6 separate regions of the Sus scrofa genome follow, and regions 2, 3, 4, 5 and 6 are each linked to region 1. The links are chromatin contacts, called in public HiChIP or PLAC-seq maps. All regions are on one chromosome and are shown on one strand. Each heading gives the region's core, a stretch centred on a gene start, on an enhancer-like site or on the middle of the called end of the contact. The rest is flanking DNA. Distances are from core to core; before and after follow the strand shown. Region 1 has its middle 410 kb from the start of SETD4. Region 2 overlaps RUNX1 (runt related transcription factor 1). Region 3 overlaps RUNX1 (runt related transcription factor 1). Region 4 overlaps RUNX1 (runt related transcription factor 1). Region 5 overlaps RUNX1 (runt related transcription factor 1). Region 6 overlaps RUNX1 (runt related transcription factor 1).

Region 1 (5,008 bases), core at 1,345-3,844:
CGGCCATAAAAAAGAATGAAATAATGTCATATTATAATAGTTATGTAGGTATTCACTCTATAATACTTATAACTATTATGTATCCATGATAAGGTTCATAACTAAACAAACCAATCAGGCAAAAAATAGACTCGTAGAATCTATCTATAGCTACTCCTGCTCTAACTAGCCCTTAAAACGCAGGAGGTTGGTGACTGAGCACTGGCAGGATGAGGCATGGAGGGTGAGTCCAGCCCCACCACAGGCTGACTTTTTCTGGCCATGGTGATGAGCCTAGAGCCCCGTCAGATCACCTTTTTACTCTTCATCACCGCACCTGCATCCGTAGCGTTCCAAGCAGCGGGAATTCGGCCTCCACCATGCCTCTGCTTCCCTTTATTTTTTGAAAATCTTGCATGTTTACTTCTCATCCAAAGGAGCTTAGTTTGACTCTTTAATCAAGAAAACTGAGCATGATGATTCTTAGATTCCTGATGTCTGCAGTTTAAGGATGCACATCAGAAAGCGACTTTAGTGGAGGCTGTTGGAATGGGTTCCTTTTGTTCACTGCAACCTCACACTCTTATGGGCTTTTTTTCTCTTTTATGATTTTTATAAATGGTGCATAATTTACAGACATTGAAGTGCACAGTTTGACGTGTTTTGATAAATGTATACACTTGTATAGTTACATCAGTCAGAAATAGAACATATCCATGATCTCAGAAAGTTCCTTTGTGCCACCTCTAGGGACGCTGTTCTGATTTCTAACCTGATAACTTTTTTTTTTTTTTTTTTTTAATAGGACCTTACAGTTCCCCGCTCCCCCCTTTTTCTTTTTAGGGGCACGCCTGCAACATATGGAAGTTCCCAGGTTAAGGGTAGAATCGGAGCTGCAGCTGTCAGCCACAGCAATGCCAGATCCAAGCCACATCTGCGACCTATGCCAAAGATAGCGGCAATACCAGATACTTAGTTCACTGAGTAAGGCCAGGGATCAAACCTGCATCCTCATGTTTACGCATAGGGTTCTTAACCCACTGAGCCACAATGGTAACTCCCTAACTTGGTGACTTAATTTTGCCTGTTTTCTACCCTAAAGAAAAAGCTCCACTAAAGTAATTTGTAAAAGAATGTTGATAACAGCCCCAAACTGGAAATATCCTAAGTGTTTCTCAACAGGAGAATAAGTAATCAAACTATTATTTTATTCGTACAGTGAAATGCCATTCATTAATAAAAATGAAAAAACTACTCATATACACAACATGGATGAGGCTCAAACCTAAATTAATTTTCTAATTATTAATAGAAGTTTTAGGAGTCCCTGTTGTGGCTCAGGGGAAACAAATCTGACTAGTGTCCGTGAGGATGCAGGTTTGATCCCTGGCCTCGCTCAGTGGGTTAAGGATCCAGCATTGCTGTGAGCTGTGGGGTAGGTCGCAGACACTGCTCGGATCTGGCATGGCCGTGACTGAGGCTGTCTGTGGCTGTGGCCGGTAGCTACAGCTCTGATTCTAACTTAAGCTTGGGAACCTCCATATGCCATGGGTGTGGCCCTAAAAGACCAAAAAAAAAAAAAAAAAAAGAAGTTTCAGTACCTTTTTTGTCTTTTTAGGGCCACACCCGCAGCACATGGAAGATCCTAGGCTCAGGGTCTAATTAGAGCTGTAGCCACTGGCCTACACCACAGCCACAGCAATGGGGATCCGAGTCGAATCTGCATCTTACACCACATCTCATAGCAATGCCGGATTCTTAACCTACTGAGTGTGGCCAGGGATCAAACCCCCGTCCTCATGGATACTAATCATATTCCTTACTGCTGAGCCACAACGGGAACCCCTCAGTACATTTTAAGGCTGGGGCAAGTTTCGCTTTTGTTTTACACATCTCTGTAGTGGTTAAATTATTATAACAATCACATATTAATATTAAAAATTTAAATATAAAATGCAATAAACCTTGTAATTAAGGTTGGTAGGTAAGCAGTAATTTTATATTATAAAATTAAATATTTTAATTATTTTTGATTTATAATTCAAATATAAAATATATTATTTATATTTTAAATATAAAATTAAGTAATGGAAGTGAATTTGAAAGTGAAGGAGATCAAAACATATCCACCTGAAATATGCTGCTTTGGGATATTGATTAGTCTGAACTGTAAATAACTGAGCAACAGCTCTCCACTCTCACCCTTTCTGCCTAAAATCAAGACAGAAATTTCCCACGAGAAAGATATCTCTTGATACCAGAAAGAAGAGAACATTCTTATCCTGGGAGATGGGGGTAGGGTTTGATGCCAAGATGAATGGACTCATCAGAAGCACAAACCTTACTAAAATAACCATCATTGTCCATTAGTTTCCCTCATGTATTTCCTATCCACTTTCCTGCAGTGGATCACACCTAAAAACTCAAATCCCTTTCCTTTGTCTTGTCACTTCTCCACAAATTTATCATCTTTTGTTAAGGCCGTATGTAAGCTCCTGAGTCTTGCCAGTTCTTTGGAGTTTTCACTTTCCACCTATGAAGCCCTCTGTGTCCCATAAAACATGTTAACATCGGAGTTCCTTTGTGGCTCAGTGGACTAAGAATCCAGTGTTGTAACTGCAGCAGTTGGGTCATTACTGTGGCGCAAGTTCAATCCCTGGCCCGGGAACTTCCACATACCACAGATGCAGCCAAAAAGAAAAAAAGAAGATATTCATATCATATGAACCTTGTGCACTTTACTTACATGACTCTATCCGTTGTTAGTTTGAGTACCCCAATAAAAAGATCTAAGAGGGTAGAAGAAAAGATTTCTCCTATAAAAACAAAGAACCAAGTCACTAATTGTTCTTCTAGGTGACTTAGAGAGTGAGGACCATATACAGAATAGGTTACTCATTTAGTCACTGAACAAACTCAAATTTCAACTTCAGAATAAATAAAAATTAATTTTTATTTGACTTACTATATCATTTGGGATGCATTTGGAGAAATAGGAAACATACTAACAGAGTTTTAAATCAAAAGGACACTTATTTACATTGCAAAAACTGCAAGTAGGTGCTGGTCCCAGGCACAGCAATGACTTCAACTCCTAAACTTTTCTTTCTCTTTCATTTGAGCAATGCCCCCCAACACACTCCTGTTCACAAGACGGCTGCTGCTGCTCCAACCACTGTGTCCTCACACATCTGTGTGCAGCCAGCAGGAGGAGCTGGTGCCAAAGGGCTTTCTTTTCTGCATGTCCTATTTGTCAGGGAGGAAAAAGTCTTTTCTGTAAATCCAGAAGAGATTTCTTACATCTCTTTGGTCAGAGTAAGGTCAAATGGCAACCACTAATCACTGGCTAAATCAATTGGGATTGTCACCATTCAGTTATACCAACTAAATCATCCAGATTAACACATTGCTGCCTGAACAAAATCAGACTCTATAGACTAGGAAGACATTTCCAATGTTTGTGTAGATCAATAATTACAGGTTGTTTCAATAATGCCCTGTGCAATCAATGCTTAGGGTGTGGACATTTTATCCTGAGGTAAAGAAGGGAAAAAAGGTAAGTTCTGGCTTAAATCACACCAGCTTTGCATCTTTGAGCAAGTGACTAATTTCTTGAGGGTCAATTTCCTTATCTGTAAAGTGGGAATAATAATAATCCCTGACTTGTAGGAGCTGGGAAGGAATAACAGAAATAGTGCAATGGAAAACCCTGGGCATAGTGTCTGGCATGTGATCTGTGCTTAATAAACAACAGGTGGCAGAAAGAGGAGACTGGGCTTAAACCACAGCTTGTGTCAACAAGTCAGTTTGTACATTCCTATAGATGTTCCCTTTAGAGACGTAGAGAGTATGTACTTGAAGTCGTCATGGGGTTGCTGTGAGGAGTAAATGAGGTTCAGGTAAGCCCATGGTTGATGCCCAGTGAGTTCTACTTGGGGAATCAGGAGTCCAGTTGGGAATCAGGCGACTAACCTTGTCTGACAGGTGAATGTGGTAATGACAATGCCTAGAATGGGCACGCCCCCTTATGCAAATGGGTGGGTCTGCGCTTACCTGTCTGTGTGCTGTTCCGTGAGCATTTTTAGGAAATGGGTGAAGGTCTGGCCTTGCAGGCTGGGATCTGTGAAGGGAAGACTTAACCCAGAGGACTGCAGGTAGAGGATGAATCTGGGAAGCCTCCAAAGCCCCAGGTGCTTTCTTCACAAGATTTTGCAATTTTATTCTGGATTTTTGGATGTTTCCTTTTTTTGTTTTTAAAAATTATTATTATTATTTTTTACAGCTGCACCTGTGACATATCAAAGTGCCCAGGCTAGGGGTCAAATTGGAGATGCAGATGAGGCCTATGCCAGAGCCACAGCAACATGGGATCCAAGCTGCATCTGTGACCTACATTGCAGCTTGTGGCAATGCCAGATCCTTAACCCACTGAGATAAGCTAGGGATTGAACCCATGTCCTCAAGGAAACTATGTCTTGTCCTTAACCAGCTGAGTTAAGCCACAGTGGGAACTCCAGCTTTTTGCTTTTTTATGCTTTGGCCTCTGACATCACTAAGCAGGCAAATCCTTAGTAAACTGTACAAGGACTTGGACCTTTGTGATTTTATGCTACAGCTTTATCCATTAGGAAATACGCTGATAAATGAAAGTGGTTCTGTGCCTTTGCCCACTGCTTCTCAGTATGCAAAAGCTCTTCACCGACACTGGAACACTTGATCCCATACAAAAAAGTAGGGTCTTTTTCTCCCTTTCTAAAAATGGAGAAAATACTACCTCATAGAGGTTAAACAATTTAGTCAAAATTATCTATGTAGTATTTTATTAGGAGTTGGAATTAAAAATCTGATCTTAGGGAGTTCCCGTCATGGCTCAGCGGAAACAATCCAGCTAGGAACCATGAGGTTGTGGGTTCTATCCCTGGCCTTGCTCAGTGGGTTAAGGATCCGGCGTTGCCGTGAGCTGTGGTGTAGGTCTCAGATACGGCTCAGATCTGGTGTTGCTGTGGCTGTGGTGTGGGCTGGCAGCTAC
Region 2 (5,008 bases), core at 1,407-3,906, 800 kb after region 1:
GCTGTGAGCTGTGGTGTAGGTCGAAGATGTGGCTGGGATCTGGGGTGGCTATGGCTGTGGCGTAGGCTGGCAGCTGTAGCTCCAATTCGACCCCTAGCCTGGAAACTTCCACATGCCATGGGTATGGCCCTAAAAAAAGACAAAAATACAAAAAGCCAAAGCAGTGAGCTTCTAGAACTTGGATGGTGGAGAGCTGTTAGAAGTCATGTGAACAGCCTGCTGGGCTACGTGTGGAAAGGAAGCAGATCTATCCCGATGGGACACCTCAAAGAAGAGCTGCTCATAACAGGTTAGAGGAACAGACTGGAAAGCTCAGGTGTCTTGGTTGGCATATAATTGTTGTTAATACGAGCTCATTAAATATTAGTCATTTAACCTATGAGACCTTTGGGCTTAGCATTCACCTTTGCTTGTGGGCAGGGAAATCAGAGTTACACAGAAAAATTCCTTTGTTGAAAGCAAAAGAAGCAACTCCCTGTTTGGGGCTTTGAAACTGGAGCTGGACCAAAGTGAAAATACTTCAGAGAACTTCAGCATTAGGAAACCGGCAAACACACTGCTTGTAGGTTGGGGGAGGGTGGCTGTTTTTGCTTTTCAGCTCTTGGCATCAGATTATAGCAGATTAGGGGGCGGGCAAGGGGGCAAAGGCACCATGTCTGCCACTTAAGTGTTGAGCCACATTGTGTTTTGTGCACAACTGTGATTACTTGAGATTTCACCAAATGCTTTAGCTTCTGAGAGAGTCAGAGAATACCTCTCAGCTTCTCAACAGCAGCACCACTGGCCAGATCATTCTTTACTGTAGGGGGCAGTCCTGTACACTGCTGGACCTTCATCAATGTCTGTGGCCTCTAGATGCCAGGAACACGCCCCCGTCATGACAACCAAAAATCATCTGGCATTGCCAAGCATCCTGAGGACTAACACTGCCCCCGACTTGAGAACTGCCTTCACATATACTTTTGCACTGTAGTGAAACAGGAAAGTCAACTTAGTTGCCCAGTTTCCATGTTATTTTCAGCCATGGATGCCAAGAATTTCATGGCACCTGCTGGGCCAAGGAGTTAAGGGACAGGATAGGAATTAATGAAGTCCATTTAGCTTGTTGTTTTAGAAGCTTTGTTCCCTCAGGACTGGTCTGATTCCAAAGGCGTTTGTCATCTCGTATTGATTCTTCTTCTTGGTGGTGCTGCTCTGCCCATTGGCAATGGTCTACCTCTGAAGCAATTACTCTTTTCCTTGGAAATGTCCCTGCTGTGTGTGTGTCCCTTCGAATTTATTGTGGAAGTCTTTTGAGTTGGTCTGCACCCAAGACAGTGGGCACCTTAAATCCAAGAACTCTAGCTGCTCCAACTGACCAGTTCAGATGTAAGGGGGGCTTCTCTTTCCACAGGGACGTTGCATGTGCACTCTCAAATCACCTCTCACAGCTACACTTGGGAATAGTCTGGACTTCAGTTAGCCAGGGAGTAATAGAAAGGCGTTTTATAGCATGAGGGTGTGAAATAGATAAAAACCAAGGCGACCCATTTCAGCACCCAAGCATGACCCTGCGCTGTCTTGGAGGGTGGGCCTGGGAGAATTCCAGAGGTGCTTTCACCGGTGGCAGAGAACAGCATGGGAGACTGCTCTTCAACTTGGCAGCTCTCCCTCTGAGAAACCAAGCCTGGAGCCCAGGCCTGAAAAGTGTTGTCATCCGCCTGGGGGCAGGAGGGGGTTGGGATACTTAAAAGAAAAGTGGCTGCCTGGCGGCCAGCTTTGAGAGCCTGCACAGCTCTGAGCCAGCTTTCCCTGAATCCACCCCCCAGCCCCACCTGGGCTTCCTTTTGCAGGAGGGACCTGTGCTCTGTCTCTTTCTCTTCCCTTTGTAGACAGACTCCACACCTTGTCTGAAAAGAGTTGTCATCTGGAGGTTTTCTTTTCTTTTTTTCTTTTTAAATAATGTTTAGCTGCCAACCTGGGCGACAGACAGCATGCATTAATCTGAGTCATGCAAAAGATCCTTTTAAGGCAGCCATTATCTGCTCAGGCTGTTTAATCCTTTGGGGGCAGTGGGAGGGGCCCAGAGTGGGTCTGCTTTCATCCACATCGAGCTGCAGAAGGAAGACTTGAGCTGCCATGGCAAATATTTAGCCCCATCGGTAGGGAAACAATCCCAACTAAAATGCCTGAACCGCCTAATCCCCAGATTTCCTACTTTTTAAAAGCTCCCTGGGAATATGAGGGGTCCCCATCTCTGCCAACACTACCACTGAGTAAGGGGGCACCAAGCCAGCCAAAAGGACAAACGAGCTAAGGCAGGGTGGGTGAACTGTGCGTGATTGGTGGGGCTTGGTAGGGGGAATCCAATTGGACATAAAAATGAAAACAAATAGGTGAATAGGTATATTGAGTCTGAGCCTATCTAGAGGGCCGAAGCTATTCTGTTATCAAAATATATATATAAAGGATAATTAGACCAAATGGATGGTCTTTTGTAGTGTGGCATTGGTACAGTGCAGACAGAAGAAGAATCACAGGCAACATCTAAGATCTTACAGATACTGTGCCCACAAGTGAAAGAGCTATTTTCCCCTGACAGCTGAGACTGTCACATCATTCCATTACTTATGTCCGTGACAAACCACGGACTCACTGAGGATTCCAGTAACTTGCTGCCATCACCAGGTTACCATGTAGTGGTTGGAACAGACTGGCAGAGCATGTCCAGACACCGTCATGAAACAGGGTGACCTTTCATTCATTTTCCAGTGGATTCACCTTTTTGTCTCAGGGCAAATGAAGCAAGAGGAATAATGGGTGGAGTCATTTATTTGTGTCCGGAATATTGCATCAGATGACAACAAATTGTGTTTGCCTAATGCTTTTCCTCCTACCTCGGCTTCTCCCTGGACTATAGAAATCTTAACTGGAAAAATGGAGTAAAGCTTCCTGTTAACTCTCAAGCATGTCACGGCTCTCTGTGTGAGCAAAAACAAGTGACAGGGGCTTGCTCACAGATGGCCCCAGTGGGCAGGGACGAACCCTGTGGAATGAGGTGCGGCCTGGCTTCAGGATGAGCTAGAGAGTGTCCGTGGAAGGGCGGCCCTAGAACCACTGTCAGTTTACAACTTTTTCCCCTACCCACATGTCTGACTCGCTTTGAAAAGATTAACAGGAGTGTTTGTTTGAAAGTCAGACTCCTGGTTTCCTCATTAGTGGAGAGATCTGCCGCAGACTTCGGTTGTTTCTGTAAACTTTAATTACCTTTTTGATGAGGAGTATATCCCCTCATCACATGCACCCCAAATTTACAGAGGAGTTCATTTGGAGGGAAGGAAGGCTGAGGAGAGGGAGGGAGAGAGGAGAGATGAGAGAGAGACAGAGAGAGAGAGAACACTAGCTCTCCCTGCTGGAATAACAGACTTGAAATATGAGGAAGTTGATCAACAGCCGATGCCTTCCAAAAAGAGATTAATTCACCCGGTAGCTTTCCTTTCAGAGCTAGCTCTTGGCTCCATCAAGTTTCTCTGTGGGCCTATACACAAAAGGACACAGGCCACATGCCATCCTGAGCTTGGAGTTATTTTCTATGTTGATTTGAGAACTTATAAATTTTAAAACATTCAATTCTTGTCTCTGTTGTTTTGTTGCTGACGTAAAGACTATAGTCCTGGCCTGGTCATTTAATGAATAATTAATTCTAAGGAACAGAAACTACCCCAGGACACCATCCTACATCCACAGTGGTAGGTCTCAGTGGGGGTATTTTTGCTCCCCTCACCCCTACCACCAGGACAGCTGGAAAGTCTGGAGACCTTGTTGGTTGTCACAATGGGGGGAGTGAGGGCACTACTGACATCTGGTGGGCAAAGGCCAAGGATGCTGCCAAACATCCCACAATGCACTGGACAGCCCCCCCCCACTGCCGCAGCAAGTCTGGCCCCAAATACCAGTAGTGCCACTGTCAGGAAACTGATCTACAGGACACAGGAAACCCATCCTGGCACCCAAACCCCCCAGGACTTTGGCAGCCCGTGGTTAAGAAAACTGTAGAAAGACGCAACAAAAGACAGCCAAAGTCAATCTGGTCTGTGAAACTGTAAATGCCATAATCCTAAAACAATGTGTTTTATAGACAAAGTTTTGCCATTCCTGGTAAAATTTCAACATGTACAAAAACAGAGTAGACCAATCAAGGTCCTGGAGCCACTCCTGTTAACAAATCAGTGAAATATATATTAGAGAAAACCCTGTGAAATCAAGGCTATCCTATTTCTAAAGATGTGGGAGTGATCTGAAGATAGATATAAGGAAGAAAAGAGTGATGTGGTGGTCACTGCTAGGGCATGCGTTGGGTTCAATCATAGGAAACTGCCAATTTTTAGCTATTCCAGGCCTACAGAAATGGCAATTTCCTATGATTCAACCTAAATATTATATATAGTATTATATTATTATATATTACTATCATTATGACAACATATTATGCATATATTCTGATATTAATCAATGAATGCATCCATTATATTAGTAATTCAGGTGTTGTATACGTCTTATATATTGTTAAAAATTAAATTTTACATTAATATTAACATATTAATATATTGATCATAGAGAAAGCTGGTAAGCTCTTTTCTGCAAAGGGCCAGATACTAAATATTTTAGGCTTTCTGAGCCCTTCTGGCCCTCCAATCTCTACCATGACCACTCAACTCTGCAGTGATACCTCAAAAGCAGTCACAGATAATACGTAAAAGAATGAGTGAGGCTCTTTCCAATAAAACTTTATGGACATCGATATTTAAATTCCATATCATTTTCACGTCAGGAAATCTTTTTTTTGCTTTTTGCAACCATTTTAAGAAAAGTAAAACTCATTCTTAGCTTGTGGGCCATAGGAAAATTGCTAGCAGGTGGACTTGGCAGGTGGGTTTGCCAAATTCGAAGTTACACCAATATTATATCTCTATCACGCATGTTATTTCTGCACTGTATTATATCACACACCATATCGGGTTGCACGAGG
Region 3 (5,008 bases), core at 774-3,273, 770 kb after region 1:
GAGTCACAGCGGTGCTCAGAGTGGCGGCCAGCCTTACGTTTCCTCTGCGCTCTATTTATGGACTGCACAGCATCAACACAGCGCTCCCTTGAACAGCGCTGCTCGAATGCCTGTGATGTATTTACAAGCACCTCTCCGCTAAGTACTTAATAAACCAGCCCTTCAAAGGAGCCGCCAACCTGGCGAGCTGTCAGCACCCTAGTCATCATAAACCACATTTTAGCGGGACCGCGTTTTCAGCCCGAATGTTTTCATGGATGTTGTTCAAGGTGATCAGACCGTGTTTTCCGGAGCATGTTGTTAATGCCTTGTGGATATCTTCCCTAATTAGAAGAAGGAAGGGTTCCTTTTAGGGCTTGATCCTAATGATAAAATAGTCCTTCTGTGGATTGGCTACATCCTGAAATGTTCCCTTATTCTTGTCATCTATGGCCCAGCGCTCTCTTTCTCTCTCACATAAACACACACACACACACAAATACACAAAAGTTTTGTTCAGAAGAGTAGCTTTTTAACAAAGCTGTAATTGGGACACTTATTGGAGATCCACCATAAAACAGCAGGAGGTCCTTAACCCTCCTGAAAATCTAATGGCCAGGAAAGATAGCAGAGCCTGAGAACTAGGGCTCACCAGGCAGACCACCTTGGCCCCAAACTGGCCTCCAGCACGCATTATTATAGGACTTCTGGCAAATTACTTAACCTCTTAAAGCCTCAGTTTCCCTGTCTGCAAAGCGGAAGTGATGATTGCACTTGGAGCTCCTGAAGCCACTGTGAAAGGTGAAGCAGCAGGCATCGGAGCCAGTGTTCCCATGAGGAACACTCTCTAACTGTTGGCTCTTTTTTATGCTCAATGTCACCAAACCAAGTGCATTCCTTTCCTGTGGCTGCTGCAACCAACTACCCCAAACTCAGTGGCTTAAAACAATAGAAATTTATCCTCTTGCAGTTCTGGGGGCCAGGTTCCAAAATCAGGGCGCCACAGTCCCTCTGAAGACCCTCAGGAAGGTTCCTTTCTCTTCCAACCTTTGGCGGCTCCTGGTCTCCCTCACCTGGTGGCTGCCTCTGCAGTCTCCGCCTCCATCTTCACATGGCCTTCTCTGGGTCACCTCCTCCTCTGTCTCTGGAGACACTTATCAGCAGACCTCGGGCCCACGCAAACAACCAAAGACGGTCTCAGCTCAAGAGCCTTCGTTTAATTGCATCTGCAAAGACCCTTTTCCCAAATAAGGTCACGTTCACAGTTCTGTGGGTCAGAACATGGACGTACCTTTTGGAAGCCACCACTCTACCCCTTACACCAAGGTAGGAAGGATAAAGGGTGTCAACTGGGTCCAGAGAGAATTTTCCCTTGTCCTTTTCCCCAGAACAGAGATGATGGGCAGGTAGATGTGAACTCTGTGTCTTACGCCTGAGAGCCTCAGTCACATCTTCCAGCACCTGCCATCGTTGGCTGGAACTCAGTGTCATGGTACTTTCATTTCCCAGCCAGAAGAGTATGTTTTTTTTTTTTTTTTTCCTAGATGAGATCAAATATTTCTTTTCTTCTTCTTCTCCTTTTTTTTTTTTTTTTTCCTTTTACGGGCCACACCTGCAGCATATGGAAGTTCCCAAGCCAGAGGTCGAATCAGAGCTGCAGCTGCTGACCTACACCACAGCCACAGCCACAGCAACTCAAGATCCAAGCTGCGGCTGCAACCGACACTGCAGCTTACAGCAATGCCAGATCTTTAACCCACTGAGCAAGGCTAGGGATCAAACCTGCATCCTCATGGATCCTAGTCAAGTTCGTTACCACTGAGCCATGATGGGAACTCCCGAAATCAGATATTTCTTAATGTTTTCTAGAGCACCTATGCGGATGAAACCAGAGGGCCCAACAGTGGTAGAGAAAGGGGTTGCCCCCTGTGTCATGGGTGCCATGAAAAGCAGGAGACAGGAGGCCTGAGTGCCTCATGTCCTGGCCCCCAGAAGCTCATGGCATCGTGGCTGGGAGTAAGCATAGCAACAGAAGATGACAGGACCAACCACAGCCAGCCAGTTGGGACAGACTCAGGAATGTGACTGCCCGGAGCACGGCCTGTCACTGTTGTCTTGGACAAGCTGCCTCCTTCCAAATGGCTTTATTGCGAGGCACTGTTGACCAGAAACCCCTTGCGAAAGGCTGGTGATTCACTTTGCATCTCTCATAGTCCCCAATTTACAAATCACCCGAAGATATAGCCTTTCACATTTGGATATTTAAAAAAGAGACTTTGACTGTGGCCATGAAGTAGTATCAAAGTTTACCCGAAGTTTGTACCAAGAGTGCAGCAAACAATAAATGATGACGCAGGGGGGAAGAAAACGACTCTGGTGAGAGAAAGGTACCAGTGTTTTCTTGTCAGTTGTGGTTCTCCAGACGGAGCTGGTTTTCCTCATTTGCATTCTTTCTCCTCACATCATGGAACAGAAATGCAGGCCCACTGTAATTCGGTTATTTGGGGGCTCTTTAAAATTCAACATGTATGATTTAAATAATGCTGAGGCACTGTAATTACTTCTGTCTTTCCTTATTTCCCTCTGGCCCTCAGAACACCCCAGCCCCAGCCGGACCTGTAGGAGAAAATGAACAGAGGCAGGGCCTTCCCAACTGTTAGGAGCCACCTCAGTGTCTGTTTGTATTACATTTTCACATTTTACTTGCAAAGCCTCGGCCCCACAGGAACTTGAACAATTGCCTTCAAAGCCATAGAACAGCCCAATTGTTATGGAGATTAAAGATCCGGATTGCAAAACTCCTGTAAATAAAATCTTCACTGACAAACCCAGTTTCTGACCATAGACTTTTCTCCCCGTAATCTCCTTCTGGCAGAACATTTGCTGTTTTGATACTGGAGATTCAGTTACCGGCCACAGTAAATAAAACAAAATAATAATAAGAAAAAAATAGTCTGGAACTCACCCTAAAAACAAACATTGACCAGTCATGTTTCTTTTCTGTTTCTTTGGGCCCTCCTGACTATTGATAGGGGGCGAAAAAGGAACGGACCACTTCTTATCAGTTGATTTTTGATTTTCAAGCTATGGACCGTCGTCAGACTGTGTTAGCTAATTTGAGCTCTCCCAAAGGGCATGCAATATAGCATTTACTGTGTAAAAGAAATAAGCCTTTTTAAGGGAAAACTGAGCTATGGCACAACCCCCTGAATAAGTGTGTGTAGGAAAGACACTCATTGCGCAGAAGAGACAGCCGCCTCCTCCAGACACAGGCTCCAGTGCCACCCTCCCAGGGCCCATCACTGTTTCACACCCCCTAAGGGTCATGTTCAGAGTGAAGAACATTCCAGCTATCATTTCAAGATTGTGAAAAACATTGTCCAGTTGTAATCACTAGCACGGATTCCTTGTCCTTTTGTAAAGGCGATTCTCTCCTGAAGATGGGACCCTCTTGCTTTCTCACCCAGAGGGAGTCTGGACAAAAGGGAGGAGAAGGAGGCGGTGGGGGACGCTGATCCCTGCATCTCATGTCACTTAACAGCTCGTGAAACTGGAGCTTTAAAATGCATGCTTTCGCAGACTGATACAGGGCTTATCTACACCATCTTGGTCCTTCCACCCAAGGGTCACTGAATCTGAGTCTCGATAAGTCAGTGCAATGAGGTTAACAGGATTTGGGTCCTTGCAGTGGTGAGCTCAGACCTTCCGGGAGCGTGAAGGCAGATGCGCTAAGGTCCTTCGGTGCTGGCATTTGGGCGTGACCACGCAGGTGTCCTAAGAGCCGAGCATCCCTGGGGAAGGCATGTGAAGCAGGTCTCCGAGGAGCCTGGGTGAGTCGGCACTAATCTGGGTGTCACCAGCTCCGCTGTCTGGGACAGGGAAGTCTTGCTCCCGTGGCAGAGCCAAGCCCTCTTTGCCCTACAGCTTCATGTGCTCAACCGGAGTTCTTCCAGGGCCAGATCAAGCCCCAGAGAACTTATGCTGTGCTGATTCCTCCTGGCATCTTGGGAAGGGCTGCATACATACACTTGATCGGGGTGGGGGCGGGAGAGGGACGTGTTTAAAAGAACATCTCAGGGTAAAAAGGGAGAGAGAAATAATGTGACTAGTTGATTCCATTTCTTGGAGTTGTAGGTCATACAAGGAAGCGAATGTGATTGTTTTATTAAGTCTCCTGGGGTTAATCGCCCTGTCGCAGCCACTCACGCTCCATTAGTGCATCTCTCTGTACGTATCAGATGGCAAATTATATAATGATAAAGTTATTAAAATATCTGTAAAAGTCAGCACAAGCTCAAGGGCTCGACTTGGCATTTCTGCCCTTTAAGTGGTTTATTTGGATCGTCCCTCTCGGGGTCTGTTCATCTTCATCCATCTTTTGTTGTAAATTGCCTACTCTGTGGAACTGCCGTCATTGCCTGAGTTTTAAGCTGGGTTCTTTTGGTCATGCAGCGGGGCTGGATCTTAGGGATGAAGGCAGGAGCTTTAGAAACGTGCAGTCCTTTCCCCCCAGGTTTGAAATGCAGCAGGTGGGATTGGGTCTATATTGGGGTTGTTACTGGAGCCATCGCCACCGCAGAGTGATGAGGACACTGCAGAATGATGAGGACATGGCTAGTTCACACATTTACCGAAGGCAATAGCCAGATAATCATGGCTCGCGTTTCTAGAATGACTGATGTCTTTGGTTCATTTAATCCCCACCCCCTCAGAGTTCCCTTTGTGGCTCAGTGGGTTAAAATCCAACTAGTATCCATGAGGATGCAGGTTCGACTCCTGGCCTCGCTCAGTGGGTTAAGGATATGGCATTGCTGCAAGCTGAGGTGTAGTTTGAAGATGCAGTTCCGATCCCGTGTTGCTCTGACTGTGGCCAGCAGGTGCAGCTCTGATTTGACCCCCATCCTAGGAACTTCCATATGCCACAGGTGCAGCCCTAAAGAAAATAAAATAATAATAATACTAACCCCCACCCCCAGCCACCCAGAAGGTGTGTAGTATGGTCCTCAGGTGCTGGCAGCCACATGAGGCC
Region 4 (5,008 bases), core at 1,088-3,587, 720 kb after region 1:
ATAGCTTTTCAAAGTCCTTGTTATAGTGAGTCTTATTCCAATTATGCTCTGTGACCTTATGGGACTTCGTTAGGTGAATGTTTTATGATTTAAACATTTATAGTTTTACACAGTGGAATTTAAAGTAAATCTGGCCATTAATAACTTCTCTGTTGTTTTGCTTGACTTTTGATTGCTATTCCATTGCAAACTAAAAGCATCACTTAATATACATTCAATTTTAGAATAATTGCTATGCAGGTGACCTCGAAGTTTCTGACAGGCCTGATGTCTGCATTTGTCCTTTGACGGGTGTTTAGGTGGTGGCTCTGGGGGACGTTCCAGATGGCACTCTGGTCACTGTGATGGCAGGCAATGACGAAAACTACTCAGCTGAACTGAGAAATGCAACTGCAGCCATGAAAAACCAAGTTGCAAGATTCAATGACCTCAGGTTTGTCGGTCGGAGTGGAAGAGGTATGTGTCTGTCAAAACTGAACTTGAAACACCAAGTATTTACATGGCAACAAACCCAGATTTCAAAACATCTAGAAGTTTCTGTGATGAGATCCCCTAGAAACACAGTCATTTCTTCCCCTTATTATTGCTACGTTAAGCTTTTTAAAATATTTATTTAAAATTTAATATTTTTAACAGAATCTAGCTTTACGTTATTGCTTTCTCTTATTGAATTGGCTTAAAACTGATTTGGAAGCTTGGAAAACCAGAACTGTGAATTTCAAGGAAACGCCTCAGATCTTTACTAAATTGTAAAAATATGAAACTTATCATCATAGAAACCAGGACTGTGCAACTGGGGTTCTCTCTTTGATAATTTTCAGAAGTCTAGTGACTGGAAGCCTTTAACTTAGAATCCATGCACTATTTATGACACTTCTAATAATTTTAAGGGATATGCAGTGTATGATTATTGAAATGTGTTTCAAGTAAGGATATTTTTTATGGTAAAATAGGAAGAATTAGTGTTCATACCATTCTGGTTTGGTGAATTTGATGGCAATATGACCTTCCTATTATATATAATTTGGATGTCTTATTATTATTTGGAGGAGGGGTTGGGCCCAGTTAATATTTTAGATACTAATAATATGAAAGACTGGATTATCCATCCACAGGAACTATTTCATCAGTGCCGTTCTATGTGTAGTTTTATCTCTCCATGCCTGTTATCAGAGTATTAGAGCAGAAAGAGGAATCTTGGCTTGTTGTAAACTCCTCTGCTTTCCAGTTATTTTCAAATATTGTGTTTTCTTTGAAACACAATCTAAGTCATATTTTATAAGTAGCAGTAAGTACTAGCAGTTTAACTGAAGGAAATACGATAATTTCTTTGGAAAATCTCATTTTTGTAATATAGTGTTGAATAAGTTTACAAATAAAAGTTATTTTGAGTATATTAAAAAGACACGGCAAATACCTAAATAACAGTAGGTGGCTCCTGTATTTAAAAACTAAAAGTACATCCAGTGGACATTTAAACAGAAGAGTAATCATTACTCTTTATAAAGACATTCAGAAATATGAGAAAATCTATGTTCTTGGGAAATTTGTTTAGTCCAAGAGGAAAGAGGGCAAAAGCACTGTTGCCTTTTTTTGGCTATTGTTTTTGTGCTATCTTAGCTGCCGGGGACATTTTCAAAATAGAATCATAGGTGGAGAAAATTTTCAAAAACTTGTAACGTGATTGAAAATATGTGTTCATAGCACGTATCATTATGTTAATTATAGGACAATGTTAAGAAAATGATATCCACTTATTGAAACACAAATGATGCTATAAGATATACAAGCATAAGTCATTCTATGGGTTTACTTGCTATATTAAAAGTCCCTGCCTTTCAGTAAGTGGAATTCACATTATGATTCAGAGATGTGTGTTTAGAAAACATCTCAAGGGCTTCATATGAGTAGCTGGCAGAGTGGTTAAGAAGCCAATAAAAAACAAAAGCCTGACCGCCCCGTCCACACCTCCCAGCCTAGTAACCATCTCAATTCAATTCCTATGGATTTCTACTCATTATCAGAGTATGCATCTCTGTGGGTGTCCACGGGACAGGTTTTGGTTATGAAAGTTGGGAAATTTTTTAATGGCCCATGCCAACGACGTTTTCCTGTAAGAAGGGCAGTGGTGCCTCCTGGCAAGGCCCAGGGGGTTGGTGGTGATAAAGAGTGAGATTTTGAAAGCAGCATGCTTTCTTTTCTGGTGTTGAAGGCTGGTCTCTCGTCCATCACTGGCCATTTCTGTTTTGAGTGGGTGACTAAGAGGAGCTTGTGTTTACTTGGGTAACAGTGAACTGTTTCCCCAAGGTGTGGATTGTTTGCATTTGGCTGCCTGATTCGTGCCAGTATGCCCTTGAGTTTGCATAAAACCCAGAGTGAAATAGCTGCGACCAAGGCTGGGCTGTCTTCTGATAACCTGGAGCAGGAAAATTAGTTGAAATGCTCCATGTACGGACAATATCTGTTTTGAACAGGGCCTGCTACCCACGCATGATAGTAAGCAATCCAAAATAGAGGAACCTACAGTGAATGTTGTACCCAATTACAGTTACTGCGTGTATTGGTGATCTTGAGCGATTTTTTGTTGTTGTTGCTTTTGTTAGTGCAAGACAAAATGAGCTGTCAAAAGGCCCAGTTTGACTCTGTCTCATAATTTCTCCCCATAGTTGTAAAATACAGCTTGATTTTACTCTTTCATATCTAGTGTCAACATCAAAGCCTGCCAAGGATTTTTTTTCTTTTTCTTTTTTTTCTTTTTTTTTTCTTTTTTTTGCAATTTGCTTCCCATTAGGAAGAGAGCAAATGATTCTCCTTCATTTTAACAATTAGTCTAAAGCGTCCTCCCTGAATTTTGTCCTTTAGAAGTTTCACAATATTTTATTAAAGACTCTCCACTGTTTCATTTTCCGTGTTTGAAAATGTGTCTGAAACTATGTCATTGGCATCAACACGCCACACAGGGGCCCAGGAAGGTCCTGGCTGTTGGCTCATCCGAGCATTCCAGTGCCAGTTTCACATTCTGTCAAAAAAGCCACGGGTCTGGTGGATCCTCCAAGGGGCTCGGTGCTCAGTTCCAAAGAAAGAGTAGAGGAAAAAAAAAAAAGACTTTTCTTTTCTCAGCTGCCAGTCCCGGGAGATTGTCAAACCTTGTAGAAATCGCCAGGGGTTGAACATGGAAGGGTTTTTCTCTGTTCTACAAAACTGATCTGTCTGGGTGCTGGCCCATGTCCAGGACCACAGCTCCTAACCTCGGGTTCAGCCTGCAACTGGGAAAACCTGCCCATCCGGCTTTTACGGGCTTGCTGACAAGACCGGCCCCTACAAAATATTGGTGAAGGTTTCAGCAGGCTGAGGCGTCTTCTTTCCTTTGCCTTCCTGCCCTCCTTTCTCTCCCTGACAACGTCAGCCTCCTACAGGGATATCTCACCCTTGGAATTCTCCCTCTTGGATTCAGTATCTCCATCTAGACCGTTCCTTTACAAAGGAAGACCAGATAGCAGCTCCCAGGAGAGAGGGGAGGTGACATTGAAGGCACCTGGGGTTGTTCAGAACAATTCATGCTTAAGCACGCGTTCTGGGATGCTCCTCGCCCTCCAGAAAATCGAAGGTCAGGAGCAGGAGGAATTCTCTTTGGCAGCGTGACTTAGCAGCAGTGGATGGCAGCTTACATCTGCAGTTGAGGTAGTTCCACTGATATTTTCAGTTATAAGAAAGTGTTTCATGGCTGCAGCTGAGAAACGTTGAAGAAATCTTAGCAATGAAATCTGCGAGTGCGTCATCCCACTTGGAGTATTTACTTAATCAGTTGGAAAGGAATCAATCAGGGAAAGCAGCTTTAGTTCATTCATTTTAGAACCAAAGAGGAAATCTGCCAGACCGTGTCCTCTACCACGTCGTAAAGAGGGGCAGATTTCCTTCTGATTTTTCTAATATGATTTTAATCTTTTGGGAACGTCAGAAAATCATTTTGAAAATCCTTGGGGGGAAACCAATGCACTCCTACACACAGATTCTTGCACCATTTTAAATTTCAGGGCCCCTGAACCTCATGTATGGATCTTCCAAGGATTCTTCCCAAGGCAAGAATCTGTGAATCTGAAACTTTGCCTTGACTGTGGAGGGCCAGCCTAGCGCTGTGCTCCACATTGCAGATGGCTGGGAAATGAGTAAATAGAAGAACAAATGAGGTGGACATTCTTCTAGCACCCTGTGCTGTTTTTGGTTATACCTGCTTTAATTGTAGCCAGGACCTGGTATGTATCGTTTGGAAAGTTCCCATTCAAACTGGGTCTACCTCAGGTCCAGACCTTTGAGAGGCCATCAGGTGTGCACACCAATAGTCCCTAGCAAAGGAGAAGGGTCCACTTTGTCATCCAGGGGGTAACCTCTTCTCCAGTGACTGCCTGGCCCCCTGGCTACAGACCTGCAACTCAAATTCTACAACCAGTCCAGGGAGGCTGTGTGTTCTCCTGTCTGTTAGAACCAGGTTTAATTTCTTGGTGAAATTTGTGTTTAGGGTGACCTCCTGGCAACTTTCATCTTGCCCACTTTCAAAAGAGTACCCTTCCCAATGCTTTTCTAAAATGAAATTCCTTCGTGACATTCTTGCTGTGGATGTCTTCCCAGACATAATATTTATCCTGTTCCAATCTGGGTTATTGCATATTTGTGTAATGTTTGTGACTTAAGGCACTTTCCTCCTTAAGGTATCTTATATTGTTCGGGGAACAGTATGAGGAGGCTGCCTTTCAGAAGCCTGAAAGACTGTGATTGAAGGGAAAGTACATTTGGAAAATAATATAGTGTACTGGTCTTCTAAACAAAGAGAGACGTGTCTTTATGGAGTGTTTATCACTGAGAACTGATCTGAATGACTCATGATATTATCATAGGATCCAAGTCATTCTCTGTTTTATCACAAACTCACATAGTAGGGAAGGGAAGTTCATCCGACAACCCCAGCGTTGTTGTCTTCATGGATAACGTTCGAGATAACGAGCTGGCCATC
Region 5 (5,008 bases), core at 1,586-4,085, 690 kb after region 1:
AAGAGTCCTGACGTGTGTGATTCATGCACAAGGCCACCCGCAGTGCCAGGTGCTGGCGGGTAAGCATGGCACCCATCAAAGGGCAGCGTCTGGACCCCAACCACCTTGCAGGGGGCTCTGTCTGAGACCAGGTTACAGTGGGAAAGGGGGAGCTGCACTGTCACATCCAGGGCTAGTGATGGAAAGGACGATGACTACTAGCCCTTCTGCCTTGGCATGTCACTTTCATTATGTGGTTCTTGACTTCAGCAAGGCAGTTCCCTTCTTCTCAGTTCCCAGAAGCCTAAATGAATTCCTCACCAGAAAAAGAAAGACAGAAATACGTTTTAAAAATTATCTCTGTCACTGATGATCAGGAAATTACAAAAGGAGTAAACTAGGACCTGAGAGCCTAAAGCCTCCAGCTCTTGTAGGGAGAGGGGCAAGAGAAGCAGAGCCCTTTGCTCACTTGCCAGACACAGGGGAGCCATGAGGCATAACTCAGGCCCCCACATGCCCGCACTGGTTTTCCAGAATGGCACACAGAGGGAGAGAGAAGTCTGGAAGCCCCTGGGGAAGAGACAGCCAAGCCATGAATCCAGCAAGCACGGGAGCTGGTTGGTGGAAGCTGATTTGGGACCAGTTTATATAAACCTTGATTTATTTAAAACGGAATCCCTTGGCTTGTTCCAATGTCCATGTTGGCCTGAGGGTGTCCTTCACGCCGTGACACACTGCGGGGGGGGAGGGGGGCAAGCACAACATGGTAGGTAAGAGTTTCTAAAAGGAGGAGGAGGAAAAAGAGGAAGATGTGATACAGAGTAAGTGCTTTTGGTGAGAGGGTCCAGCACCCCAAAGAGCAAGTGTGAATCTTACAGAGAAGTGTCCTCTGTACTTTCTGACGACAATGAGAGATGCTCATCTCCATCTCTTGAAGGATGGCAGGGCTGGAGCCAAGGAGCCACAGTGAGCCCCCCTGACTCATCAGAACAGCTTACCACCTTCTGCCCCTCCCTCTGGGGACGTGCAGGACATCAAACAGAACAACATCTATTTTTCTTTTTTTTTTTTTTTTTGCCTTTTTTTAGGGCTGTGCAAGGTGAGCATGGCACCCATCAGAGGGCAGCGTCTGGACCCCATCCACCTTGCAGGGGGCTCTGTCTGGGGCCAGATTCCAGTGGGAAAGGGGGAGCTGCACTGTCACATCCAGGGCTAGTGATGGAGAGAACGGTGACTATTAACCCTTCTGCCTTGGCATGTCACTTTCATTATGTGGTTCTTAACTTCAGCAAGGCAGTTCCCTTCTTCTTAGTTCCCAGAAGCCTTCTTAGTTCCCAAGCCGCGTCTGCAACCTGTACCACAGCTCACAGCAACGCCGGATCCTTAACCCACTAAGTGAGGCCAGGGATGAAACCCACATCCTCATGGATCCTAGTCGGGTTCGCCACCATTGAGCCACAAAGGGAACTCCTATTTTTCTTTCTTTTTTTGTGTGTAATGTAGTACCTCAAAGAGCTCAGAATTCTCTGCATTTGGGGCAGCATGTGAGCTGTATTAAGAAGTTGTCAGAGTTCCCACTGTGGCTCAGCAGGTTAGGAACCTTACTAGTATCCATGAGGATTTGGGTACGATCCCTGGCCTCACTCAGCGGGTTAAGGATCCGGTATGTCCGTGAGCTGTGGTGTAAGTTGAAGACGCAGCTCAGATCTAGCATTGCTGTGGCTGTGGTGTAGGCAGGCAGCTACAGCTCTGAATCAGCCCCTAGCCTGAGAACTTCCATATGCCTTGGGTTCAGCCCTACAAAAAAAAAAAAAAAAAAAAAAAAAGTTGCCTCTGTGCCCAGAGAAGAGGGCAGTGCCACTCTCACCTGTCCCTTATCTCTTCTTTCCTAGTTGATTTTCACAATTGCAGGGTTGGGTTTGACGTGAGACATGCAAAAAAAATGAGAAGGGAGGGGCGATGTTATAAACCCATTTGATGTAATCCAAATGGATTCCATCAGCTTGCTGCATCACGGAGATGAACTTAACATGAGCGAGCATCATTCCTCTGGCAGGGCTGGAGCTCAGTTCCAGAGAGCGTCCGTGTCAAATGAGAGGAGAGCAAGAGTCTTATTAAGGCCCTGGCTGACATCTCACCCCAAAAAGAGAACATAGAAGTTGGCCTGGTGTGCTGTCCACACAGGGAGTCCTGTGAATAGGGCCCCAATGTCAGGCCCAGTCTCAGTGGCCTTTTGCACCATCCAACACAGGCTGGCCATGAGCATTTTTTGCACTGCACCAGGATTGAGGTTTAATTTGTGCAGAAACAACAGGCATAAACTAGTTGTGTAGCTTATCTGTTGCACAATAGCTTAAACAGAGCCAAATTATACTCCTGTCCTCCCAGCAGGCGTGCCCACTAGCGCTGACACACACACACACACACACACACACACACACACAGACCTCGAGAAGATCTATTATAGCAGAAAGATCGATGACTCTGTTCCTCTTTCTTTAGAATTATAAGATAAGCCCTTTACTTGTCCTGAATCTTCGGTCACATTCAATGTATATGCAAAAGTTCAAAGGCTGACTCTGACAAAGGGCGTTTGGAGAAGTACGATAAAATGTGTCTGATAAAACACACACAAAAGACTTTAGCAATAAAGACTTATAAACTGGGAAAGCAGGACTTGGGCAGCGGGTTTGAAACAGTATTATCTACAGCTTCAGCACTGAAAGATAGTGGCCCGGAGCAGGAGGCTTTATCTGGCCTCCACAAGAAGAGAGATTGTACCGCCCCCGAACCACCCTGTCTGCAAAGCCCAGGAAACACCTTGCAGAGGGACTGATGCAACCATCACCACCCTGGCCAGCCCTTGGTGACAGTTAAGAAGTGTCACAACACAGCATTGAGCAACCACCTCATGCATCATCTCGGCCTGGCCTGTGTTTTACGCGACACTTTCCCACTGGAGAGACAAAATGGGACGTTTAGGCTGACATTTTTTTGGTTCTTCCCTTGCTTTCAGTTTAGATCGTCAAAGAGAGGCAAGGGGCATTTTCCCTTCTGCTTTTCCCATACAGTTTGAAACATCCTTTCCCAACTGACGTTTCAGGTAGAGGATTAGTCACAGTCGTTCTTTGCATCTTATTGCATTAATTTCTCGAGAGTTTCAAGGGGTTCTCCGTACCTCTCCTGGGAGATTCATGACTCAGTCCCCGCAGTTTCTTCAAAGCTGGAGTTTAATTTATGTGATTGCAATTGGAAAGCCACTTTGAAAGGGGAGAAATCAACTTAGTTTTTCGTGAGTTCTAAATTTTCTGTAAATAAAATTTCACAAGTCTATCCCTCTTAAAAAAAAAAAAAAAAAGTAGCAACACAGCTGTTGATAGAGTAGCAGGTTTGGGTGCATGGCAGTAATGCACAGGTCAGGGGTTCCCCAGATCAGCTGCTATTGAGGGACCTGGGGAAAAAAACACTCATTTTTTTTTTTTGGAACTTCCCTTTCCCTCTATAAATGCACAGATTATACAAAGTGTCTGCTTAGACACTTCTTACTTCCCAAAATAATCGGATGTCATTCCACAGAAGGGTGGCCCTCAAAATAGTTCCACTCTTGGAGTTCCTGTTGTGGCACAGCAGAAATAAATCCAACTAGGAACCATGAGGTTGCAGGTTAAATCCCTGGCCCTGCTCAGTAGGTTAAAGATCTGGCATTGCCGTGAGCTCTGGTCTAGGTTGCAGACCCATCTCAGATCCTGCATTGCTGTGACTGTGGTGTAAGCCAGCAGCTGTAGCTCTGATTTGACCTCTAGCCCGGGAACCTCCATATGCTGAGGGCGTGGCCCTAAAAAAGAAAAGAAAAAAAAAAGTTCCACTCTGATTTGTTTTATAATAATCCTTCACCACTGATAGCTGTGCCTGGCTTTTCCAAGTGCTTCAGCGGCAATGGTTGAGTGTGGTCTTGTCTCTGTACGACTGGATCACTTTGTTGTACCGCAGAAATTTATCATAGCCTTGTAAATTAACTATACTTCAACAAAATTTTTAAAAATACAAAAAATAAAGACTTTAAAGATGTGAAAAAAAAATAATGTGGTCTTCTGAATAACCTGCTGACAACATCAGGGCTCTAGGCTTGGCCAGTGAGGAGATGGAGGTGCAGAAGTTAGAGGACCTTCAGAGAGTCGCAGAGGCTCGCATGCCGAGTCACCCTCACAAAGTAAGAAAAAGGGAAATTTTAGTCCAGAGGCTTCCAAACGCTTTTGAATTGCAAGGAACAGTAGAAAGCAAGTTCCATGCATGACTCAGGAGATGGCTCTGTCAATCAAAAAAGGGCTTCAGGAAGCAGTAGTTGTTCTTCCTACTTGTAAAGCACTCTGTTTTTCATTTTTTTTCCTTCTATTTCGTTTTCTTTCTTGTATTTGTATAATAATAATAATTGTAATAATGTCCTTGTTGTTGCATTTGAAACCAACGAATGGGTCACAAGCTGATTTTGAAGTCACTGTTCAGAAACTTTTCCCATGGCAGTGCCCTACTCTTTTCTAAATCAGAATTCGAGATGCACTTCTCTGGGTTTCTGATGCTGCGTGTCATTCTCCTATGACGCTCTTCTCACTTGGTCAAGAGCCCCCTAAGGCTGTCACTAGGGGAAGCACTGTCCCTAGGGTCAAGCCTTCTGAGAAGGTACATGACCCTCCTGGCTGTGAATACACCATCCAGACCTAATAAATAATGAATACTAATGACAACACCGAGATACCTATTTGCCTTGTATTCCCAATAAAGTCAGAAGGAGAACGGGGCTGCTCCCTAAAAATGGCATACGCCTCTCTAAAGAAAGGGCTTTAATGCACTTTATATTTAAACCGAAAGGCCCTGGGCTGAAACCCAAACTGAGATGGCCTCTCCTCCTTAAGTACCCTTCTGGAAAAGCCGTTGAAATATTTATCCATCTATCTGGGTTCAGTGCTTCAGAAGCAGCCCACTTCCTATGTCACCTTCCCAAGGGGGGACCTGCTTACACCTTTCTTTGATG
Region 6 (5,008 bases), core at 890-3,389, 610 kb after region 1:
ACTCAAGGCCAGATACGCTGCAGGAAGAGACACGCTCAAAGCCATTACACTGCCCTATCTCGCTGCTGCAATAAGAGGTCTGCTTTCTTTTCTTTTTTTTTTTTAATTGTGAAGTAACAACTCTTGGTTTGAAGTTAAATATGGGCCCATCAGGTTTGGAATCGATCCTCAGAAACAATCGTCAGGTCAATTGCCATCCAATATCCTCTCTATCTTTGCAGGGGAGGATGTTTAAAGCATGACGTTATTTTGACTAATTTAAAGATTTCATTCATATTTTTAACTCATTATAAATGAATGCAATTTAAGCCCATCACGTAATGATAGAAAGTGGCCAGAAGCCATGGGAATGTGTTTCTCATTGTGGAAACTACAAGTTAGTCATTTTCTTCTCCCTGGTAAATGTCTTCAGTTTGGTTAAGGGAATTTTTTTTTCAAAGAAATCTCAAGTTCCAAATTAGTTTTTTTTTTTTTTTTTTTTTTTTTTTTGGTCTCAAAAGTTAACCCTATGGAAAATGTAGCAATGTTTCCATAATTTTGCAAACTATTTTGATAGCATCTATGTCATCTTGCTCAGGGTCTAAAATCTTATTATTGGTTGATTTTTTTTTTCTGATTTTTGTTTTTAACATCCTGGCCTCATAATGTAAAGAAAAGCAATAAGCTCAGGAGAAAGCTGTGATGCAGAAATGCCTAACTTTCTGGATAATTTACAGCTACACTTTCTGTAGAGAATCTTTGTGAAACTAACTTTTTTTTCCACTTAGAGTTTTAATAGAGAGGACATGGGTTACGAAGTCAAGTGGGGAAGGAGACAGAAAGAGAGGAGGATCTGAATTTTCTTTTTCAAGCTGTTATTTAAGTGGCAACATTGATCCAAAACGTCTGCTTTTAGGCCGAAGTTTCTGTCTTTGAGTTGCCTGCAATACTCAGAAACTTCTAGATGTGTGTGGTGGGCTGATCTAATGGACTCTTCTTGCAGGTCTGAGAAAGAGGAGCCAAGGGCCAGAGGCAGGCACAGCAGGACTAAGGGAGTCCACCTCTCCAGCCTTTTCCCTTCCAGTAGGAGCCCCCCGGCCTCTGACCTCAGCCCCACAGTCGTCTTGGGCCCTAAGACTCGACTCAGCCCTAAGAGTCTTGTTCCTTCCACTTCCTCTCCTGCACCTATCCCAGGCTGTTCTCACTTTGCCCACAATTTAACTCCCTTCTCATGCTCTTTGGAGCAGTGTCATTACATCTGAGCTCCACAGCAAGGCTGAGGGACAGAAGTGGAGGTGAAGCTTGGTTAAGTCAGATCACACCCTGGAGATGCTCCCAGGATGGTACTTTGGGAAGGATCTCTGCCCTGTGAAGTGGGGGTGGTCCCACTGCTCCCCCATCCTACAAGTCGGAGTTTCCATTCCTCTCCACACCTAAGGGTAGGCTGCAGACAGGTTCAAGATATTCAAACACAGACCAGGAATTTCTGCTGATTCTCAGGGTTCAAAATTCTAAAAAGTGAGTCTATGCTGAAGGTGGGGCAGGAATATTCTAGAAGGGAGCAGTGATGGATAGAAGAAACCATGCATACAAGGACATACCTACATAAAGACACACCTGTACCTACACGTACAGGCCAAGAGACAAAAAGGGACAGAAAGATCTAAGCAACTCTTAGTTCCTGGTTCCAAGAGCCTTTGCTGTAAACAATGCCCAGGTCAATGCAGGAATATAAGTAAATGAGAGCATTTACACATTTTGATCTCGAATTATCTCCCAGAAGTTTGCAATGTTGATTCCAAAGACGTCAAGTCTCAAACAGAATTGTAATACTTTTTTTTTTCAATTAGGAAAAAAGATGATTTTAATGCATTACTCATTCTATCTTTTTTAGTTTGCCCAAACCAGCGAGAAATTAGTTCCCAGGTCATTAAATTCCACCCGTTGTGGTCAGAGCTGAAAGGGTTGGATCGTCTCTGCTGGGAAGGGTGGAGTCTGGTGTGTGGGGTTCATGGGGACACGCTGGCGGGCCCTCCCTGACCCTGCTCACAGCCAGCTGCCTGCCCCCCCTCCAGTCTCCCCCAGGCTGTGCGGCTTGCTTCACACCCTTTGTTGACTTCGGCTACTGGTCAAGTTTCCTCTGGAGCCCTGATGCCAAGGGTGCCAGCGCTGAGCTGACTCATGCTTTCCCGGACTTCCTGACACCCTGTTCACAGGCTTGTCTGCAGCTACAAGACTCTGCCCCAACGGTGTCGCAATTCCAGCCAGGAAACCAAACCAACCGCCCCAGAATTTGGCTGAGGTCTCTGAGGGTGGACAGGAACAGAGGTTCCCAAACAATGTTTAGGCTGGAACTGAATGCCAGCTTTTTTTTTTTCTTCCATTCTCCCCGCCCCCCTTATTGAGATATAACTGATAGACAGTTCTGGGAAGTCTGAGGTGTACAACATAAAGATTTACATGTACTGTGAAATGATGACCACAATAAGATTCGTTGCATCCATCATCTCATATAGATACAAATACCAATGTCTGGGGTTTTTTTTAGATCAACCTACATCTATTGAGCAATTTCTCTGCAAGCATAAACACTGTCGATGTAGATGTGCATGAGTTTAAAACAGGAAAGCTTGCGTGAGACCCTCACCGATGGAAAAAAGATAATGGATCATTTCATTTAGACAGTTTACATCTTGGGTAAATATCCTACCCTTCCTCCACATTTATGAAATTGCTTCTAAGATTCTTTTTATTTTTTGAAGTGTAGTTGATTTACCATGTTCTATTGGTTTCAGGTATAACACATGGAGACTCAATATTTTTATGGATTATACTCCACTTAAAGTTGTTATAAAATATTGATCATATTTTTAATTTTCTTATGAAAACTTTGAATGTCAACCATCAAGAAAACCTTATTTCCCCTGGTTGCTCTGGAACCACTAAGCCATCCAATGACTGTCAAAATGAGCTCCATATTTCTTGGGTTAGGATTTTTCTCCATCTTCACTTACCCCAGGGAGCCTTCTCCTGTTGCTGAAGGGGCTCTTGAGATAATTTGGCATGTTCCTAGGCAGACACCTCAAAGGGAATATGACTTTCCTCAAACCCACTTGCCTAACTTCAAAGTATATGAGAAAATCAGCTTTTAGGAAAATGAGTGAGTGGGGAATTTCAATGAGTGATGTGGAAGAAATTAGGCCATTGCATTTAATCCAAGTTCCCCCTGCCCACCACTGTCCCATTCCTCTGTTGCTTGTGTGTGTTGGTGTGCATGTGTGTGGGAATGAGCAGACAGGCCAGTATTCTCCTGCAACCCCATGGTGCCCCACAGTAATGGTGTTTGACCTGAGAAGGCAAATCGAGTGGAAAGTCACCAGGAACACAGGAGCTCCAAATTGTTCTTCTCTCCAAAATAGTTCTATTTTCAAATAATGGTTTGTGTTATCCCATCGCTAATAGCTCCTTGTATTTTCTTATATTTTCTTTTCACTTTTTAGGGCCACACCGGAAGCATATGGAAGTTCCCAGCATAGGGGCTGAATTGGAGCTACAACTGCTGGCCTATACCACAGCAACGCTAGATCCATGCTGCGTCTGCGTCCTACACCACAGCTCATGGCAACACCATGATCGAGGCCAGGGATTAAACCTGCAACCTCATGGATCCTCGTCAGTTTTGTTACTGCTGAGCCACAACGGGAACTCCAGCTCCATGTATTTTCTATTACCTACTGCACAGCTAACTTACTGTGCCTATATCTAGAATGCTCTTTGTTCTAGTTCATTATCAAGTTCATTATATTTGGAAAGTTTGCCTTTTGTTCTTCTTGGAAGTTTTAAGAGTGACTGAAATTGGCTCCATGTGTCTTTCTCAAAGTGACCACATGAGAGGTACCCCCAGGGGGATGGCATCTTCAGACAAAAGGCACATCCAGTGCCTTGCACCTCTCATAGGTGTCCCCAAAGGATCCCCTGAAGCTCTTCCTGGTGGGGAAAGAGAGTAGCTCTTTGAGGGAGCCTCTGGCCGTGCTGCCAAAGCAGCCTGGAGGCCCAGCCTGGGGGACACACACTCCCTCCTGCAAGGTCCAGGCATGCTGCCTGCTGAGTCATCCCTTTTATTGCTGACCCTGCAATAGAGAAACTAGACTTGGAAGGGCCCCTCTGGCCCCACATTAGGCCAGCCTCTGGCAGGGCTAGGCAGAGGACCACTGAGTCTGAGCTCACAGGGTCCTGCCTGGACTGCTATGTAGACATTTGTGTGATGGTTAACATGGTCAAAAAATATCACTCTTCAGTTTGGGGGTTTTTAGCTTTTTTTTACAATGTTTAATTTTATGACACCTTGTCACTTTCTGAGAAGGGAATTTTTCTTTGCATCCCTTGTTACACTCAAATTATCTCTTGTTTACTGGTTGAGTCATACCCTATCTCCCCTAGAATGTTAATTTCATGGGGGAGCAGAGATGTGGTCAGTTTCACTGTCTATTGCATTCCTAGTGCCTAGAACAGCACCTGGCTCATATTCACTTACAGGCCCCATTTTTTCAAAGGGAAAACTGAGGCACCAGGTGGCTACTTCCAGCCTTCCCCAAAAGTCCAGCAGCCAAGAATGTGCCCCAAGCTCCTGCCTTGCAGTCTGGTGTCCCTCCCAAAATGCCGTCTCAGGAAAGGACAGGCAGGCACGTGCAGTGTATGAGCAGTCTGAGGGTCTAAGAATCCTGCCAGCAGGCCTACTGGCCCTCTCCCCTGTCCAGGGAAGAAATAGGAATGCCACAGACCCTGAGAAAGCTTTTCCTTCTCTATCTGAGAGGAGGTTTATTATTTTTCTGTGTCTGCCGTGATGAGTGCCCATGGCGTGGATAGCTGAAAACAACTAAAGAAAAATTTTCCTTCAGCGTTCCAGATGCCTGAGGTCTGAAATTAAGGCAGGGCCACCCTACCTGAAGGCTTGGGGGAAGAATCCTTCCTGACCCCCTAGATTTTTCTGGTTGCTAGCAATTGGCCTTCCTTGGTTTCCAGCAATATA

The links. HiChIP or PLAC-seq counts read pairs in DNA pulled down with a chosen protein or histone mark.
Region 2: an H3K27ac HiChIP or PLAC-seq map of alveolar macrophages shows a contact between it and region 1. The contact joins two enhancer-like sites. A contact is called at or near these places in 2 of 2 datasets of contacts at active chromatin or transcription factors (alveolar macrophages and skeletal muscle).
Region 3: an H3K27ac HiChIP or PLAC-seq map of alveolar macrophages shows a contact between it and region 1. The contact joins two enhancer-like sites. A contact is called at or near these places in 2 of 2 datasets of contacts at active chromatin or transcription factors (alveolar macrophages and skeletal muscle).
Region 4: a contact with region 1 is called in an H3K27ac HiChIP or PLAC-seq map of alveolar macrophages. The contact joins two enhancer-like sites. A contact is called at or near these places in 1 of 47 Hi-C or Micro-C datasets (embryonic fibroblasts) and 2 of 2 datasets of contacts at active chromatin or transcription factors (alveolar macrophages and skeletal muscle).
Region 5: an H3K27ac HiChIP or PLAC-seq map of alveolar macrophages shows a contact between it and region 1. The contact joins two enhancer-like sites. A contact is called at or near these places in 13 of 47 Hi-C or Micro-C datasets (alveolar macrophages, embryonic fibroblasts, fetal heart ventricle and 8 more) and 2 of 2 datasets of contacts at active chromatin or transcription factors (alveolar macrophages and skeletal muscle).
Region 6: an H3K27ac HiChIP or PLAC-seq map of alveolar macrophages shows a contact between it and region 1. The contact joins two enhancer-like sites. A contact is called at or near these places in 2 of 2 datasets of contacts at active chromatin or transcription factors (alveolar macrophages and skeletal muscle).

Annotation. Positions count from the first base shown.
Region 1 is chr13:199,180,302-199,185,309 of Sscrofa11.1, reverse strand. No RefSeq gene overlaps it. Among named protein-coding and RNA genes, the nearest start is that of SETD4, 410 kb to the left of the region's middle. Within about 2 kb of position 2,594, at least 2 of the 83 cell types and tissues checked have an H3K27ac peak or open chromatin away from gene starts, as enhancers often do. A contact at or near this core is called in alveolar macrophages, where this site is marked.
Region 2 is chr13:198,376,944-198,381,951 of Sscrofa11.1, reverse strand. The region is part of intron 7 of RUNX1 (runt related transcription factor 1); the gene reads left to right. Among named protein-coding and RNA genes, the nearest start is that of CLIC6, 130 kb to the right of the region's middle. Within about 2 kb of position 2,656, at least 16 of the 83 cell types and tissues checked have an H3K27ac peak or open chromatin away from gene starts, as enhancers often do. A contact at or near this core is called in alveolar macrophages, where this site is marked.
Region 3 is chr13:198,405,831-198,410,838 of Sscrofa11.1, reverse strand. The region is part of intron 6 of RUNX1 (runt related transcription factor 1); the gene reads left to right. Among named protein-coding and RNA genes, the nearest start is that of CLIC6, 160 kb to the right of the region's middle. Within about 2 kb of position 2,023, at least 3 of the 83 cell types and tissues checked have an H3K27ac peak or open chromatin away from gene starts, as enhancers often do. A contact at or near this core is called in alveolar macrophages, where this site is marked.
Region 4 is chr13:198,457,125-198,462,132 of Sscrofa11.1, reverse strand. RUNX1 (runt related transcription factor 1) reads left to right here. Exons shown (of 8, transcript NM_001246252.1): 4 at 300-456. Among named protein-coding and RNA genes, the nearest start is that of RUNX1, 180 kb to the left of the region's middle. Within about 2 kb of position 2,337, at least 14 of the 83 cell types and tissues checked have an H3K27ac peak or open chromatin away from gene starts, as enhancers often do. A contact at or near this core is called in alveolar macrophages, where this site is marked.
Region 5 is chr13:198,486,773-198,491,780 of Sscrofa11.1, reverse strand. All of the region lies in intron 1 of RUNX1 (runt related transcription factor 1), which reads left to right. Among named protein-coding and RNA genes, the nearest start is that of RUNX1, 150 kb to the left of the region's middle. Within about 2 kb of position 2,835, at least 12 of the 83 cell types and tissues checked have an H3K27ac peak or open chromatin away from gene starts, as enhancers often do. A contact at or near this core is called in alveolar macrophages, where this site is marked.
Region 6 is chr13:198,571,917-198,576,924 of Sscrofa11.1, reverse strand. The region is part of intron 1 of RUNX1 (runt related transcription factor 1); the gene reads left to right. Among named protein-coding and RNA genes, the nearest start is that of RUNX1, 61 kb to the left of the region's middle. Within about 2 kb of position 2,139, at least 11 of the 83 cell types and tissues checked have an H3K27ac peak or open chromatin away from gene starts, as enhancers often do. A contact at or near this core is called in alveolar macrophages, where this site is marked.